2 separate regions of the Pan troglodytes genome follow, and region 1 is linked to region 2. Evidence: chromatin contacts called from public capture Hi-C data. All regions are on one chromosome and are shown on one strand. Each heading gives the region's core, a stretch centred on a gene start, on an enhancer-like site or on the middle of the called end of the contact. The rest is flanking DNA. Distances are from core to core; before and after follow the strand shown.

Region 1 (2,700 bases), core at 130-2,629, 190 kb after region 2:
CTTAGCTGTACATGTCAGGTATATACTGAAGGAAGGTCAGGGAATCCTGGTGTTGAGAAATTAAGATAATTAAGGACCTTCAGGGTCAATATTGTGTGTCAACCAATTATAAGCTGTCCGGAAACACTACTGAACCTTCAAGAAAATGAGCCATTGTTAGCAAAGTCAACAGGAACAATAATTGATTTAACCCCTGGGACTTCAGATATTACAATCACCAGATACAGGCCGGGCACAGCAGTTCGCGCCTGTAATCCCAGCACTTTGGGAGGCCGAGGAGGGCAGATCATGAAGTCCGGAGTTTGAGACCAGCCTGAGCAACATGGTGAAACCATCTCCACTAAAAATACAAAAATTAGCCGAATGTGGTGGCAGGCGCCTGTAATCCCAGCTACTCAGGAGGCTGAGGCAGGAGAATCGCTTGAATCTGGGAGGCAGAGGTTGCAGTGAGCCGAGATCACGCCACTGCACTCCAGCCTGGGCGACAGAGAGACTCATCTCAAAAAAAAAAAGCAAAAAAAAAAAAAGCACACCAGATACAGAATACAAAATATGAAACCTCTGAAGATGGCACTGAAAAACAATGAGCAAAAAGAGTCTGAAAATGACTAGGCAGATTTGAAAATAGAATTCTGGAAATGACAATCATTGAAATAATGTGTTATTCACCAATAGATTACATCAACCTGAAAAAGAAAAAATTAGTGGTGCGTTACCTTTGTCAGAAAGAGAGCAAAGAGGCCGGGCGCAGTGGCTCATGCCTGTAATCCCAGCACTTTGGGAGGCTGAGGCAGGTGGATCACGAGGTCAGGAGATCGAGACCATCCTGGCTAACATGGTGAAACCCCACCTCTACTAAAAATACAAATAATTAGCCCAGCGTGGTGGCAGGAGCCTGTAGTCCCAGCTACTCAGGAAAGTGAGGCAGGAGAATCGCTTGAACCCAGGAGGCAGAAGTTGCAGTGGGCCGAGATCATGCCACTGCACTCCAGCACTCCAGCCTGGGTGACAGAGCAAGACCCCATCGCAAAAAAAAAAAAGAAAAAAGACAAATAATTGGGAACTGTGAAAGATCTGTTCCTCTGGAAGGTTAGGAAGGGAAAGCCTTTTCATGTGTTACCAAGGGCAGCATCCAAGAGCCTGCTAACTGGTGTTTCTCAGCAGAAAGGGCACTGTCCTGAGGTGGGGATAGGATCTTGGGAAGCAAACATGTCTCTTGCCCGTCTCTGCTTGTTTCTGACTGCTGGTATTTCAGGGTCAGGGTCACGATTAGGCATGTCTCCTTCTTAGCCTTCCTTCCAAGAGGCTTGGGGGAACCAGCAACAGTCCCCACTCCACTCCTCAGGTGGGCTTCATTGCCTGCTGCCAGGAGCCCTCTTGTGGACAGAGCTGGACTTTCCCCCTGGGTTGCCACCATCCCTAAGCCAGATTCCTTTCCAGAGTACACACCAGCAGCTTTTCCTTCCCCTTCGCATCAGCATTTTCTCAGGCTGCCTTTCCACCCCATGAGTTAATATTTGCTAGGTTCCTCCTACAGAGTTCCAGAAGTGATCGGGGATCAGTCTCCCCACCTTCTGAGGGCTGGCTCACCCAGGCCCTCGCACTGGGCTCGTCCTTGCTGCCCCGTCTGCCATTTTGCAGGCCCCGAGGCCTGGCATTGTTCCTTCTTTTGGTGTAGCTGCCTCTACCTCCTCCAGCTGGGGCGGGTTTCTGCTACCGGAGGGTGTCCTCTCCCAGCGCTGTTTACTCCTGATGGCTAGCAGCTGTTGGTGCCAGGGAGTGGATCCCTCCTGCGTGACTCGGAGCAAGGCACTTATTCACTGAGCTTTTTCCTCTGTAAGCTGGGGATGCTAACGATGCCTATACCTCTGGGGTGTTGCGAGGGTAAAATGGAATCAACAACATGGGTATAGCCCCTAGCACAGGGCCTGGCACCCAAGGCACCCCTGTAAACTGGTTGCTGCTATAACCTGTTTCTCTCCCCACCAATCTGTGGTTTCTTTGAGGATTGATCTTTGTGTCCAGCACTCTATGTGGAGCCTGGTGTCCTGCTCAAGTAGTATGTTTCGAGAATAATTTTTTGAAGACCACCTAATTCTCAGTCCCTTTCGGCTCGTAAGAGACTGTGTTAAGGGGACTTGTTAGGAGAGCTGTAGGGCATTGGCCACCATCTAGACTGTTGCTATCTCCAGCCTGGCCTGGCACTGAGCCAATCCCTGGGACAGGTTTGAATAGTTACAGGTGAGTCACAGGTGCAGGTGTGAGGAAGGGGAGAGGACAGGTGCAGGGAGTGGGTGGAAGGGTGGGGGCGGCAGCTGGCCAATGAGCCCGGAGCTCTCCTGACTTCAGGGCTCTGCCTGCCCTTGACCGAGTGCTGCCACCAGCCCAGAACATTTGATCATCCCCAGCACCTGCCACAAAGCAGGTGCCCAGCGCAGGATTGGGAAAGGCGCCCCAGCACAATGACACTCACCTGCTCCTTACAGTGGAAGCGTTTCTGTGGCGGACGGGTGGCTTGGGACAAAAGCCACAGACAGGGTGACTGGGGTTGTAAATGGCCCAGCCTTGGCTGCCAGGACATGAAATTATGACCTTGATGCTGAAGGCAGTGGGTGCCATTGAAGGGTCTTGGCCAGAGAGGTGCGTTTTTCAAAATGGCAACATTTCGAAAGCCGCCTCTGGCTGTGTCTTTACAGGGAA
Region 2 (2,700 bases), core at 67-2,566:
CCTGAGTAGCTGGGATTACAGGTGCATGCCACTACACCTGGCTAATTATTGTATTTTGAGTAGAGGCACAGTTTCACCATGTTGGCCAGGCTGGTCTTAAACTTCTGACCTCGGGTGATCCACCCACCTCGGCCTCCTAAAATGCTTGGATTACAGGCGTGAGCCACCGCGCCCAGCCCAAGAGACCCTGTCTCAAAAAAAAAAAAAAAAAAAAAAAAGGCTGGGCATGGTTGCTCATACCCGCATACCTGTAATCCCTGCACTTTGGGAGACTGAGGCAGGCAGATCACTTGTGGTCAGGAGTTCAAAACCAGCCTGACCAACATGGCAAAACCCCGTCTCTACCAAAAATACAAAAGTTATCTGGGCATGGCGGCAGGCGTCTGTAATCCCAGTACATGAGAGGCTGAGGCAGGAGAATCACTTGAACCCAGGAGGCGGAGGTTGCAGTGAGCCAAGATCATGCCACTGCACTCCAGCCTGGGCAACAGAGAGACTTCATCTTGAAAGAAAGACGGAAGGAAAGCTGGGCACTATGGCTCATGCCTGTAATCCCAGCACTTTGGGAGGCCGAAGCAGGCAGATCATGAGGTCAGGAGATCGAGACCATCCCGGCTAACACGGTGAAACCCCGTTTCTACTAAAAATACAAAAAATTAGCCAGGTGTGGTGGCAAGTACCTGTAGTCCCAGCTACTTGGGAGGCTGAGGTAGGAGAATCACTTGAACCCGGGAGGCGGAGGTTACAGTGACCTGAGATCGTGCCACTGCACTCCAGCCTCGGCGACAGAGAGTGAGAGAGAGAGAGAGACAGAGAGAAAGAAAGGAAGGAAAGAAAGAGAGAGAGAGGGAAAGAGAGAGAGAGGAAGGAAGGAAGGAAGGAAGGAAGGAAAGAAAGAAAGAAGGAAGGAGAAAATCAAGGATGATGAGGTTTAGGATGCATGTACTGAGTCCTTACTATCTGCCAGATGCCTTCCTTGCATTATCTTTCCTCATCCTCAGGACTGTTCTCTATGATGAGGCCTCATGGGGCTGCATTTCAGCTGGGGAAATTGAGAGCTTAGGTGATCTGCCCAAGGACTCACTCTCAGTAGCAGATCTGGATTAACGCAGGTAGGCCTGACTCCCAAGCCTAACCTCCTAACCATGAGGCTCTTCTGCAAGCATCCTCCACTCTAGGCCTCAGTTTCCCCATTCATAGCAGTCAGAGACTCTGTTGATGAGGGCTCACTGAGAGCCAGACACCAGTTTGCCACCTGGCCCATTGCACTTAATCCTATTACTGCATTTGAATCTATGACATGTTATAACCACGGGGCCATGCTGCCTTGGTTTTACCTGCTCACTCTCAAGTTGATGATAAGTGAGTTTCCAAGTCCAAGAGTCTCCAGGAACGTTGCAGACTTCCTCTACAAACAGGATCGGGAAGAGAAGATCTCAGCAGAAAGGCACCCCGGGGTGGGACAGGCCAGGGCTGAGAGTGATTGGGCAGCCACAGACTAGACTAGCCAAGCTGGTCAGGGTCAGGGTGGGGGTGCAGTATAGAGGATCCTTTGTCAGGGCAGAAGCTGCAAGCCGCCCCATCCCCACCATCTGGCTCCAGCTCCAGCCCAGTGATGCATGATGAGGAGAATGTTGGGGGGGTGTTGCTGAGGGCTGCCCACCTGCTCTGCCTCCTGGGATAAGCCAACCCGAGACCTCCCAGGCCCATCTGGCTAACACATCCCTAGGCCCTGACCACCCCTGGGACTCCTTTTGACAGACTGAAATTGGCCGGGAGTGTGGCCAGCCTGTCAGGGTCACAGGTCACCATTAATCTGCCAGAACAAGGGAGGGCAGGCGGGTGGGCAAGCAGCCGGTGTGGGCAAAGCCCTGGCAGTTCCTGCCGTCTGCTGTGGTGGCCGTGGAGAGAGGCTTTCCTCTTCTGGGAGGCAGGGAGATGGATTAGAAAGAATCTAGGACCCTAGGAAAATTGAAGATACTCACGTCTCACTACCCAGCAATTCCACTTCTAGGTGGGGCCCCAGTGAAACTCACCCCTGTGCACAAGGTGTCATTGAAGCATAGCATGTGATAGTGAAATACCAGAAAAAAAGTAAGCGCCCATCAATAGGGAACAGGATAAATATAAAAACTGAGACAATCATATTCAATGATTAAGGCTGAGAACTGAGGTCCTCTATGTCAACAAGATTTGACTGTTTCAAGAAATTCTTACCTGGAAAGATAAGACTGTAAACCAATAAATAGCCTCACTGTTTGTCTCAGGAAACTCTTGCAAACCAATTTTTTTTTTTTTTTTGCAAGAAGTTGGTTCACCTTGGCAAATACTTCCCTTTTTCAGACAACACTTTACTCTTCAATGTATCAAGAGCTTCTCCTCAAATGGTGAGCACTCCTAAGCTCTTTTTTTTTTTTTTTTTTTTTTTTTTTCAGACAGAGTCTCACTGTCACCCAGGCTGAAATGCAGTGGTGCAATCTCAGCTCACTGCAACCTCCGCCTCTTGGGTTCAAGCCATTCTCCCGGGTTCAAGCCATTCTCCCGTCTCAGCCTCCCAAGTAGCTGGGATTACAGGCGCCCACCACCACGCCTGGCTAATTTTTGTATTTTTAGTAGAGATGGGGTTTCCCCATGTTGGTCAGGCTGGCCTCAAACTCCTGGCCCCAGGTGATCCACCCACCTCGGCCTCCCAAAGTGCTG

The links. Capture Hi-C pulls out chosen DNA fragments and counts their contacts.
Region 1: a contact with region 2 is called in a capture Hi-C map of stem cell-derived neural stem cells, with 10 times the contacts expected there. The contact joins two enhancer-like sites. A contact is called at or near these places in 2 of 7 Hi-C or Micro-C datasets (induced pluripotent stem cells and stem cell-derived neural progenitor cells), 1 of 1 datasets of contacts at active chromatin or transcription factors (stem cell-derived excitatory neurons) and 1 of 1 other capture datasets (stem cell-derived neural stem cells).

The regions. Positions count from the first base shown.
Region 1 is chr21:39,861,027-39,863,726 of NHGRI_mPanTro3-v2.0_pri, forward strand. No RefSeq gene overlaps it. Among named protein-coding and RNA genes, the nearest start is that of C20H20orf144, 8.9 kb to the right of the region's middle. Within about 2 kb of position 1,380, at least 8 of the 24 cell types and tissues checked have an H3K27ac peak or open chromatin away from gene starts, as enhancers often do. A contact at or near this core is called in stem cell-derived neural stem cells, where this site is marked.
Region 2 is chr21:39,674,380-39,677,079 of NHGRI_mPanTro3-v2.0_pri, forward strand. No RefSeq gene overlaps it. Among named protein-coding and RNA genes, the nearest start is that of SNTA1, 22 kb to the left of the region's middle. Within about 2 kb of position 1,317, at least 9 of the 24 cell types and tissues checked have an H3K27ac peak or open chromatin away from gene starts, as enhancers often do. A contact at or near this core is called in stem cell-derived neural stem cells, where this site is marked.